Regions from separate parts of the Mus musculus genome. Here regions 2 and 3 are each linked to region 1. Evidence: chromatin contacts called from public HiChIP or PLAC-seq and promoter capture Hi-C data. All regions are on one chromosome and are shown on one strand. The core of a region is the stretch at or near the end of the contact, and the rest is flanking DNA. Distances in the headings are between cores, read along the strand shown. Region 1 holds the start of Rassf1 (Ras association (RalGDS/AF-6) domain family member 1). Region 2 overlaps Gm34605 (a long non-coding RNA gene). Region 3 has its middle 22 kb from the start of 4930429P21Rik.

Region 1 (3,651 bases), core at 463-2,962:
TAAATCCTTCAGTTCCTGCTTGCTCCTCCTGACTCCCAGGGGCAGCACCCACTGGCCAGGCTTCCTTCTCACTCCTCTGCCGCTCTTGCCAGCAGCCTCTCCTTAGTTCTATAAAGGCCCAGGTCTCATAGTTGATGTCCAGGTTTCTCACCTGGGTACTGTCCCAGCTCTGACTACACTCACCTGATCCAGATCCCAGGCAGCACTGATCGGCCTCTTCAGACCAAATCCTATGTGCAGTGCCTTCACATTAATGTCTAATGAAGATTTCTAATGAATATGGCCAAAATGTCATTTTTTTCCCCACTTCACTCCACCCCAGGGTTCCTATCTCAACAAGTTATCACTGTAAGCCCAATCTGAAGCAAACCCTCCATTTGCCTTTGGTTTCTTCCTTATCTCCCAAACTGTCTTGCTTCCTAGACAAGAACCCCAGAGCAGCTTTCTTTCTCCTTGTGAATGCTGAGATGCCGCAGCTCTTGCTCTCATGTGGCATTCTGTCACAAACTGCTACACTAGCTGAGTTTGTGACATACTTGTATAGTGAATGAGATGATCTGGAGGCACACACAGGCCTACAGTGCCATTTTTAAGTTCCTATATGGCCCAAAGCACCGATTCTCAACTCAAAACTATACATCAGAACTTGGGAGGCAGGGGCAGGTGGGTTGCTTGTCACAGCCTGGTCTGCATAGAGAGTTCTAGGCAAGCCAGGGCTGCAGAGTGAAACCCTGTCTTAAAACACAACAAAACAACCAAAAAACCAAACCAAAACAGAAAAACCAGGATGCCTAAGGTCCACTTTCAACAACGGAGTCAACAAGTCTGAGAGGAGAAGTAGGCGCGAGGAGACTGGAAGGTATATATTGTCCTGCGTGGTTCTGTTTGCTGGTAATTCCTAGGTCAGAAGGACCACTCATTGTGTGTGTGGCTGGACTCCATGTTTTAGCCTCTGCATCCTTGACTCAAAACAACCTTGACTGAAGTTTCAATAGAATTCCTACTAACAAGGAGCCTAACTAAGGTTCTAACTTTTTCTGGCCCCCTATTAATGTGGGAGACGTCACCCAGGAATCTAGAGGGGGAACACAGTGAGCCAATCGTTGGGAAGAGGCGGGCCTCGGAATGTAGGCTCAGAGCTCAGCAGGCACAAAGGCTTTTCAAGAAAGGGCACAAGCACTTTAAAGACAAACTTGAAGCACCTTCTTATTCACAGACAACTAACTCTGCCCAACTGTGCACGGACAGAGCGTGACAAGTGATAAACCATTTTCTCAAGCACTCTCCCTGATGGAGCAAGGCCAGGAGATCTGGTCTGCAGGATCATCACAACTGACCAGCCCTCCACTGCCGCTTGACCCGCAACTATGGTGCTGCCTCCCTTTCCGTAGTCGCTGGCTGTGTGGGGCCGCTTACTCACGCGCGCACTGTAGGCCCTTGCGCACGACGCCCCAGATGAAGTCTCCACAGAGGTCGCACCACGTGTGCGTGGTGGGCCCTGCAGGCTGGAAACGGTGGCCACGACCCGGGACGTGCTGCTGTGACGGATTGCGTGTTGTACCCGGGGCGATGCGCAGAGCGTTGGCACGCTCCAGCCGGGTACGGCCTGGACCGATGCGCCCGGACGGTGCCAGCTCGCGTAGTTCAATGAGTTCTGGCTCCGCCGACATGGCCCGGTCAGGCCGGTGCTGTAGCGGACTAGCAGCTAGTGAGTACCGAGCGGGCGAGGCCGCAGGGCGGGCCGCGACTTCGGCACCGCCCCCAGGATCCAGGCAGGGCGGCGGGAAAGAGCCGAGGAGGACGCGCTGGAACCCTAGGCGAGCCGACCGTGTGGACTTGTGGGCGGGGCACGGCACAGGGGTGGGCCCTTTCAAAGAGCCCCTTCCCAATCTTTCCGTCCAGTCTTCTCCCCCGACCCCAAGGATGACTGTACAGCGCCACACTGTTGCGTTTCATGAGTCTGCTTTATTGTGCGAAAGGAAGAGGGTCTCCACATCCGGCCCTTGCTTACACCCCCCAACCCTGTCTGCCAGTTTGCTGATGCTGTGGCCTGGTCCTCTGCGTATTCGCTGGGTGGGGCAGGAAGTGAAGAGTGTGGTGGTTTGCAGCTCTACTTGACTCAGCTGTGCTCACCAGGGAAATTGAGGTCTGACAGGGGCGAGCCACGAGTCCCTGAAGCTCAGTCACAGTCTGGGTGCGCTCTTCTGTCGGCCCTCGGCAGCTACGGCCTTCACTTGGCTCTGTCACCTTGGGCTGCTAGAACACATGTCTTTCCGTGCTTCTCCCAGTGCTTGACTTGACACTCCCTGCAGCGGGGTGGGTTGCATGACAATGACAGGGCTTGTAGGAGAACCCAGGGTTGGAGCTTAGGGGGGCAACTAAGGTCCCAGGATCGCCTCACCTGCAGCAATACCACACATTCTGGCATCTGGAGCAGCGCTTGGAGGCCTCTGCGTTGCAGTAGCCGCAGCGGGGCCTCTCCGGAGCTACTGCCTCTAGGACATCCAGCCTGTAGGTTTCAGCCCACCTGGGGGAGGAGTCGAGAAGAGCTGAATGGACGGACCGGGCAGGTAGGTGCACAGAAGCACTAGGTGACCTTCCCTCCTTGGTCCTATGCACGTGACTTCAGCCACTCAGTGGACTTTACCTCTGTGCTTGTTGACGAAGATCCTTCTCCGAGAGGCTGAATACGTGCTGAAGCTGGTGCTTGGCGATAGCCTGCCATTTCCCTTTGTTCTCTCTCTCCAGGCGATCCCAGATTTCTGGGATCTAAAAAAGTGTAATGGAGACAGGGAGGAAGGAGCCGGAAAAGTGGACCACCGTCCCAAGCACTCCCAAGCATGTTCTAGGGCCTTACCTGTTCTAACACTAGGTCCTTCTTAGGGGGCTGGGTTTCAGCCAGGGACAGGTGGGCCAGGAAACCCTTCAGATCGGCAAGATTGGGCAACTGGTCGAGTAGTGTGTCAGTGAGGAAGGCCTGAAGCTGCAAGAGATCCAGGGAAGGCCATTGAGAAACTAACTGTTCCTAGCCAGAGGGCCAAGAGACAGGAAGTCCTGAAATTGGGCTGAGCGTCCTTGGAGGGTTTGCATCTTACCAGCTCCCCTGTCGATGCCTGAAGCCCAAGTTGTGGAAAGGGGACAGGGACAGGCCAGGATGCCCTGGGGGGTGGGTCTGGGCAGGGGGGCAGTGGGGCTGGGCGGGGTCATTGAGTTCTCCACCTTAAGCAGCTGTCCCTTGGCAAAGCTTGTAAGGCAGTAACGGGCTCGGGCCTCAGGGCTGAGCAGTAGATTGTACAGGGCGATCCATACTTGCCCATCCAGTTTATTCAGCTTTTGCTGCTCTGAGGGGGCCACCGTCTGCCATCGGCCACTCTCAAAATGCTGCAGCTTGCCTGGGGGAGGAGAAGGAGCCCACCGGATGCCGGTGGGTGTTGTGTTATCTTTGAGAGTGTGTGGTCCGGAGGACTGTCCACCACTGCCTGGCAAGGTTAGAAAGCCTGGGCCACCAGACGTCAGAACAAGGTGGAGTCTTCAACAAATGGTTCACAGGACTTGTCTGCCTCAGAGTCAAACTCTAGTCCCATCTCGGGTGAGGTATCCCAGAATCCTAAATGTGTACCCTGTACCCTTCACACTGATCCTGAAGGGTGT
Region 2 (3,651 bases), core at 788-3,287, 180 kb before region 1:
GAGGGGTGAATGCCCTAAGGGACAGGTGGAGTGATTGAGGGGGAGGTTGCTCTCAGGAGACCCAGTTGTTGAGAACACAATGCCGAATGTGGCCACAAGGTGGCAGCACTCCATCATCTGCCCAGGCCTGTTGAGCAGTAGTAAGCCAGAGACCTGAGGCACTAGAAATGCACACTTCTTCCTAAGCTGAAGACAGGGAAATACTGCTAAACTCCGACCATAAAGTACTTTGTCGTCAAGGCTGTGACCTGCTCAGGGGTCCTCCAAAGCTTCATTAGCTACAAAGATGTCTGCAATATAGTGTATAATCCTAGCACTTGGGAGTTACTCTGTAGGACTTATAAGTTCAAGGTCAACCTGAGCTACATAGTGAGGCCTTTGGCCTTGACTAAAAAGGGGGTGGGGGGTGCTGGAGAGATGGCTCAGTAGATGATTGGGAATGCGTGCGGCTCCTGTACAGCACCTACTTTGGGCTGTTGACAACTACCTCTAACTCTAGCTCCAGGGGATCTGACCCCTCTGATCTCCGTGGGCATCTTCACTCACCCACACAGACTCATACACATACACATAATTAAAAATCTTTTTATAACATTGTCACCTGGCAAGGTGCCATGCACCTTTAATCCCAGCATTTGGGAAGCAGAGGTCGGTGGATTTCTCTAAGTTACAGATCAGCCTGGTCTAGATAGTGAGATCCAGGCCAGCCAAGGTTACAGAATGAGCCCCTTTCTCTAAAAAGATAGAAGAAAAAGGTAGTGCCACAGCCACAGCACCTAGCTCTGGGGCTGTGGAGCAAGGACCAGGATGGCCCTGTATACTGTGGCTGCTCCAGTCTCCGAGCAATCCTTTCCTACCCAGGTAAAGAAGTTCTTGGGTCGATAAAATGCATTTCTGCCTCGTGTATATGCATAATTATTGACTCAGACGTCGTTCACATCAGACCTGAAGCTTGTAGCTCCACCTTCCATGGGGAGTTACTAGAGCTCTCAAATGGGAGCTAGGGAGGCCCACGGGCCTTTCTTTACCCTTTGTCTAAGTGGAGGTGACTGCTGGGGAAGCTGAAGCCTGATTCCAACCTGGGTACCTTGTCAAACCTCAAGATCGGAGGCCATCAACTCAGGTTCAGGGTTACCTGCTGGGTAGGATGGTGACAGGATTGGCAAGCTGAAAGCTAGAGTCTCAGACCCTCTGAAGAGCTGACAGGCCCTCATGTCCACAGCCCGTGGAAACTGACAGGCCTCGGTACCATACTCTACAATTCTGGAGTGATCTGGGCCTTTAGATGTACCCTCAATGCCCCAGGGAGAGAGAGAAGAAAGACAAAGAGCAAGACCTAGAGGATGCTGGGAAGAGAAGCTGGAGAGATCTGCAGCTGCTGCAAGGGGGTGGGAGGCTGAGATTAACTCTTGTGCAGCCAGACTCGATCTAATCAGGTTGCGGTGACCTGGAGCAGCCATGGAACTTGGTGAAGACCAGGAAAGTTGTTCAGCTCTTCCCTTGGTGGCAAGAGTGGCAGATATTCATCTGCGATCTATCCCTTGTCCTGGGACCAGCCCGACAGGTGCAGAGATTTCTTACCTGAAGAAGGCAGCCTGGATGGAAAAGGGAAATCCTTGATCAAGATATAGTCTAAACCTGGCTGAGACCTGGAAGGAAGGGTAACTAGCTAACAGGCTGTGTGTCTTGCCCTCCCTCATCTATATACCCATATATGGGAGGTAGAACCCAGACGTCCTGCACAAAGACCCACCTTTGAAATCCCCTCCCTCTCTCCTCCACTCCATAGATCCTCTGGGACCATCAGTGTGACTGGAGTGGGGACACTGGAGACAGGGCGTTTGGGACCCCAGATTGGATGCCCAAGGACAGTTGGCATGAGGGGACCAGGGCAGAAAGGCTTTGGCTAGGAGCCTGCAACATGCCCTGCTTGGCTTCCTTCCTTTAATCTGAATGCTTGATCTGGCACAGCCCACAACCTGGCCCCAGCGGAGCTGTTTTACTGCCTTCCGTGGCCCGGACAGGGATGTCTGCTTCTTTAGCGGGGGTAGGGGAAGAGTCTAAGATTTCAATTTCTCCCAGGTGTGGCTCAGTCTGGAGGATGCCTTAGGGAGGCTGGCGGAGCCACCCCACCCCCGCCCCCCCACATTCACGGTTGGTGTGTTAGCGTACCCGAGAAGCTCAGAGGGGTGGGGGCAGGAAATGGGGAGGAGAGAAGGAGGGAGGGAGGGAGGACTCCCTGGGAGGAGGTAGTGGCCCTTTGAAGGACAGTGTCAGGAGGTGGAGATGATAGGGGACAGGAGCAAAAAGATGAGGAAGGAAAGACAGGGTTGGGGAGCTGGTGAACCATGGCTGAGGGCTTGGTGAGCAGGAGCTGAGGAAGAGGGGAGAGTTAAAGGACAGGGGCTCAGAAAAGAACTGACTTCCAAGAGGGACAATAGGCTGAGACGCCTCCTCCCCTCCCACACCTGTCAGGCAGCTGGGGGAGGAGGGCTGACCCACTTAGCTGCCTCTCCCCGTAGGCTTCCACTAATGAGCGCTCTGGGCTTTGGGAGGGAGCCTTCCCCCCCAGGCTGTGCCTGAGGCTGTCCCTTCCCCCTGTCCCCTCATTATTTACCGGGGTGTTCATTGGCTCTGGCTGTCCTCCTTATCTTTAGGAGTGTTTGAGAAGAAAACACTGGGCCCCAAAATATGCCCCCTCTACCCATAGTCCCCCTCTTCCCCAGGCCGGGGAGGGAGTCTTTGTCTCCCCGCTCGGTTCTGTGCTGCGGAGAGCTTTGATTCCACCTGTGGGTCTCACCAGCATGCCAATGAGGAGAGGCAGCGGCAGGGTGCCGGTGGCTCGCAGGAGAGCTAGGCTGAGGATCTGACAAGACCCCCTCCCCCAGGTGGCCAGTCTGCGTGGTTCACCTAGGTCTGCAGCGCCCGTGACTAAAGAGAAAAGAAGCTCATGTGGGCAAAAGGGGGAGCCCAGATCTGGAGGGTGGAGAAAGGCAGCAGCTTAGGGGGACATTTTTGGAAGATGGGAGCAGGGTGCTGAGAAGGGGGAAAGGCCTGGGGCGCTCTGGGAGGCGGGTGTGGGGTGGGAGAGATGGTGGGAAAAGGTAAGAGGCTTGCACCAGGCGCTATTCCCTCCACAGCAAAGGCAATAAGCTCTGCAGACACTGGGATCTAGAAAAAACATTGCTCTGGAGAGCACTGTGGCTGGTAGTCTATGGTGCAGAAGTACCACTCTCAGGACATTTGGGCAGTGCGGGGGCCCAGGACTGTGTGGGGAATGAGGTTACCCCGGGAGGATGGTGATGATAAGAGCCAACTGTGTGTGAGGAACACAAGATGGGAAGACAGTCTAAGAAGACTACCATGCCTCAAGTAGCCTTGTTTCTTTGGCCTCCTTCCCCGTTTTTCCGGGGGGCGGGGGGACACACACACACACAAGGTCTGCTTGCTGGATTATACCCAAGCTCTCCTTTCCTCTGTCCCGCTGTCCATCTGTCCTCTTCCCCCAGAGGCTCCAGGGCCGCACTCTCCCCTCCCAGCACCCTCATTAGGAAAGGGCTTTGAGATCCTTCTACAGCATCTGCCCCCCTGCTCCCCACCCCTCTCCTAGCCAGCTGCAGGCTCTAGGCCCTGGAGCCTGATAAATATTTA
Region 3 (3,651 bases), core at 714-3,213, 180 kb after region 1:
ACAGGCGATGTCTCTGCTCCACAGGCCTCTTACAGCTTGCTTGCTTTCTTTTCTTTTCTTTTTTTTTTCTTCTTTTTCTTTTGTTTGTTTGTTTGTTTTGGGGTTTTTTGTTTTGTTTTGTTTTGTTTTGTTTTTGTTTTGTTTTTTTCGAGACAGGGTTTCTCTTTATAGCCCTGACTGTCCTGGAATTCACTTTGTAGACCAGGCTGACCTCGAACTCAGAAATCCGACTGCCTCTGCTTCCCGAGTGCTGGGATTATCGGCTCTTTTACAGCTTTCTTCTCACAAAGGGTTGAGGTGGAGATGACCCTCTGACTGGAACACATACTTAGTCCTTAGTTGGGGAGGAAGAGTTCTGGCACATACCAGGGGAGTCTGGGATTGCCAGGAGTGAAGTCAGGGTTGGTCATTGCCCCTAGTTGAGCCTGAGTCCTCTGAAACAAGATGGTTTTAGGGATTAAACGTGGCCTTGCCCGTGCTCAGTAAAAGAGCCTTTCTAAGCTGAGTAACTAGACTCACTCCTCCAAAGCTCAGGAAGCTGAGGCAGGAGGATTGCTTCAGGCTTGAGGCCAGCCTGGGCTACAGTATGAGATTCTGTCTTAAAGCAAACAAATAAAACCAACCAAGGAAACACTAATAAAACACCTTTCCGTTCTGCCCCTTCTTGTCTTTCTGTAGCAGCACAGACCAAACAAGGTGAGTCTAACCTCAGCTACCAATGATTACAGCCAATCCTCTTTCCTATGCTGGCCACTGGTACGTCCTGCTTCATCTCCCCAACAGTAAGGAGGCCTCATAGACGAATCCCTATTAAATCAGAAGTCACTCTCATCCTTTGGACCTCAGAGTCCCCATTGGGAAAATGACTTTAGGGTCTGGGTAAATGCTGACATTTTGGACCAACACTGGGACTGCCCATCCCAAGCCCCAGGAGCCCCCACACTCTCCAGCATCCTCTGAACAGCCCCAGAAAGACTGCCACAATCGTGGGTTCAGTCTACCCTGCCTTTCTTAGCAATGAGTTCTGAGCGCATCCCATCTCTTTTGGGGGCTAGTGGATAGTCCCTGTTTTATGAATGTGCAGAAGCCCAATGGCATGTGAGAACTCAGCATCTACTGTCCAGTAAGGCCACCGCTAGGGGAAAGGATTGAATTTGCCCGGGCACTCTAGAACATTTATGATTAGGTTGGAGCAGAGGCACAAAGCGTTTGGGCAAACTAAGAGAAAAAAATCAGAATAGGAGACCAGATATAGATCATCCAGAGGAAAGCTGAGAACAGCTACTGGGTTGGAGACAGAGGGCACGGTTACAGTCGTATTATCGCTAAGTCTCAGAGGCCTAAGGCCCCAAGAAAGCAGGGTTAAGATGGCAGGTGGATGGGATATAGCTGTGTCCCTCAAGAGAACAAAAGCAGCTCTCACTGCACCCTGTATCCAGTGGATCCCCTCACTGTCTCTTAGGAGCCCCAGATCATTTCTAGGACTGAATGCTGGGTGCCCAGTGTATGTTTGGAGGATAGACTGGGCTCAAGCTCTATCACTGTACCAGTATGCAGATGTGTCGTGACCAGTAAGGACAGATACTGGTGGTCCTAGGCCCTGGCCATCGAAAGGGAGCTGGCTATAGCTACAGGCACCGAGAGCCTTACCCGGGAGAGGTCTGGACCAACAGGGAAAAAAGAGGGGTAGCAATAATTAAAAATTAAAAGCCAACACGACAGCAGTTTAAAAATGGAAAGAACAAGTAAAAACAATTAGCAGAGATGAGCAACCAGGCAAGCGCCATACAAATGGAACCAATCACAAAGCACTAATGATACCAGGAAACCCAATTTTTACAGTGTCAGGCTTGTGTGATTGAAGTACCAAGCCTACTTCTCTGAAACAAGCTGCGTGCTTGTCTGAGGGTGGGAGGGTTTTTGTCTCCTCCCCGCAACTCAGACAAACCTGAGTGGCTAGGTCAGAGGGCAGCAGCTGGTGGGAGGGGCTTGTAGTCCTGGTGATGGTGTGAGTGGCTGGAGAAGATAGGTTGGGAAACTGAGCAAGGGCCAAAGTGGGGCAGATATATGCCCCCTCAGTGTCCCCATCAGCAACAGCAGTGGTGGCAGGGCCACAGTCACGCAGTCACACACACTTGGTTGCCGCGGAGACCAGGGGACCCTCCTGGCAGAGGGAGGCTGAGGCAGTTTGAGTAATGGCGGAGAACGCTGCCGCTGATGGGGAAAAATACATCTTCATAACAGGGTGAACCTTTTGGAAAATGGAATAAGTAAAATAATTGAGAGAAAGAAAATTGAGTTTTTATTGCTTTTTAAGTGTTTAAGTGGAGGTTTCATTTAAGGAAATTATTGTTGCTTTTATTTTTAGCCACTGGTAGGGTGGGGAGGGGTTGGCCTAGGGTGGGGCTCTTGTTTCCTGCACCTCTTCCTGGTAGCCATAGGGTACCCACATTTCATAGACGGGAGAAGAAGAACCCTAGTTGAGAATCTGAAACAGTTGGGGGCCTATGCGGATGCCATCAAGTCTTCTGGACCCTCAGCTGCAGGCTGACTGGGTCCCGTTCTAGCCCCGTTCTTACCCTTTGGTCTTTGCCTCTCCAGCCCTTGCTGCCTTATATAGGGATCCTTGCTGCCTGTCTGGGATGAACCCCATCTCACCTTGAGCTGCTCATTTGACCCTCCCCTAATTTCCTGTCTCCTCCTACCTGTTCCGCACATCTCCTTTCCTTATCCTGCATGCAGGGCAGGGAGGAGCTCAACAAACATTTGTTGAGAGACGCCCTTCCTTCACTGGGTGGTGGGGGATGGGTGATCGCCCTCAGTCTACATACCTGAGATGCTGACTGAGCGCCACAGCGCCTCCTGCCGACCTGGGTTTCTGCCTGGCTTGGCTTTGTCCTTTCTGCGCCCCAGAAATGGCTCAAGTCCCAAAGACCACACTTGGAAGATCACACACTGGACAAGCTTTGCCCTCCAGACTTCACAGTTCTTCTCTGTGCAGCGTTTGGCACCACTCAGGGCCATTTATGAACCAATTCTTGTATCGCTTTCTGTTACCTGAGGTTAGCTTCACCAGCTGTCCCTGACCACGCCCACTTTATCCACCTTTGCTCCATTCAACCCGAATCCCTTTACTCCACATCCCGTGGTCTAGGGCATCCCAGTCCCCTCCTCTGCAGCTTCTTTCCTGGACAACCTTACATTTCTGTCAGTTCTCGTGCACTCGCTTTTCCGATCCCCTCCGCTCCACCTAAGCAAGCCTACAGTGCAGTCCATGAGACTCAAGGTAAGATTCTGACCCGAGTTATTTCAGCCAAAAGTGGAATTGATTGAAACAAGTAACTGGAATCTGTATCCAGATTATCACAACCTACTCGGCCTTCACTTCTCTGATTTCTTCTTTTTATTTTCTTTAAAGATTTATCTTTATTTGTGAGTCCGTAAAATACAGATTTCTGATTGCCCTGGAACTGCGGTTACAGAACTGCCTGGTATAGGTCCTACATGGTCTTTTAACTACTTTGTTTATTTGTTTGTTTAAGGCTTTGTTTTTGTTTGCTCAACACAGGCTTTTGCTGTGTAGCTCAAGCTATCTCAAACTCGTGAACCCCCTGTCTCAGCTTTTCTAGTGCCGAGATCACAGGCATGCCC

What was found. Promoter capture Hi-C pulls out the DNA fragments that hold promoters and counts their contacts. HiChIP or PLAC-seq counts read pairs in DNA pulled down with a chosen protein or histone mark.
Region 2: a promoter capture Hi-C map of cranial neural crest shows a contact between it and region 1. The contact joins the enhancer-like site here to the promoter of Rassf1 in region 1. A contact is called at or near these places in 4 of 39 promoter capture datasets (3T3-L1-derived adipocytes, the HPC-7 cell line, cranial neural crest and 1 more), 1 of 484 Hi-C or Micro-C datasets (rod photoreceptor), 8 of 115 datasets of contacts at active chromatin or transcription factors (the SCID.adh cell line, bone marrow-derived macrophages, embryonic limb bud and 3 more) and 4 of 9 other capture datasets (adipose tissue, embryonic stem cells, liver and 1 more).
Region 3: an H3K4me3 HiChIP or PLAC-seq map of embryonic stem cells shows a contact between it and region 1, with 21 read pairs. The contact joins the enhancer-like site here to the promoter of Rassf1 in region 1. A contact is called at or near these places in 19 of 39 promoter capture datasets (3T3-L1-derived adipocytes, the HPC-7 cell line, HPC-7-derived erythroid cells and 12 more), 3 of 484 Hi-C or Micro-C datasets (the N1E-115 cell line, cortical neurons and muscle stem cells), 17 of 115 datasets of contacts at active chromatin or transcription factors (the 230-238 cell line, the HPC-7 cell line, bone marrow-derived macrophages and 11 more) and 4 of 9 other capture datasets (adipose tissue, embryonic stem cells, liver and 1 more).

Annotation. Positions count from the first base shown.
Region 1 is chr9:107,549,616-107,553,266 of GRCm38.p6, reverse strand. It overlaps Rassf1 (Ras association (RalGDS/AF-6) domain family member 1), which reads right to left and starts at 1,712. Exons shown (of 6, transcript NM_001243748.1): 1 at 1,421-1,712. The coding sequence starts at 1,670. It overlaps Zmynd10 (zinc finger, MYND domain containing 10), which reads right to left. Exons shown (of 12, transcript NM_053253.4): 8 at 3,220-3,392; 9 at 2,858-2,983; 10 at 2,648-2,769; 11 at 2,402-2,527; 12 at 1,946-2,306. The coding sequence ends at 2,231. Gm34106 (predicted gene, 34106) reads left to right here and starts at 2,430. Exons shown (of 2, transcript NR_168657.1): 1 at 2,430-2,570.
Region 2 is chr9:107,734,672-107,738,322 of GRCm38.p6, reverse strand. It overlaps Gm34605 (a long non-coding RNA gene), which reads right to left. Exons shown (of 3, transcript XR_001779306.1): 3 at 1,390-1,595. Among named protein-coding and RNA genes, the nearest start is that of Gm34605, 6.5 kb to the right of the region's middle. Within about 2 kb of position 2,037, at least 78 of the 459 cell types and tissues checked have an H3K27ac peak or open chromatin away from gene starts, as enhancers often do. A contact at or near this core is called in the HPC-7 cell line, the SCID.adh cell line, embryonic limb bud and 1 more, where this site is marked.
Region 3 is chr9:107,373,988-107,377,638 of GRCm38.p6, reverse strand. No RefSeq gene overlaps it. Among named protein-coding and RNA genes, the nearest start is that of 4930429P21Rik, 22 kb to the right of the region's middle. Within about 2 kb of position 1,963, at least 15 of the 459 cell types and tissues checked have an H3K27ac peak or open chromatin away from gene starts, as enhancers often do. A contact at or near this core is called in embryonic stem cells, fetal liver and trophoblast stem cells, where this site is marked.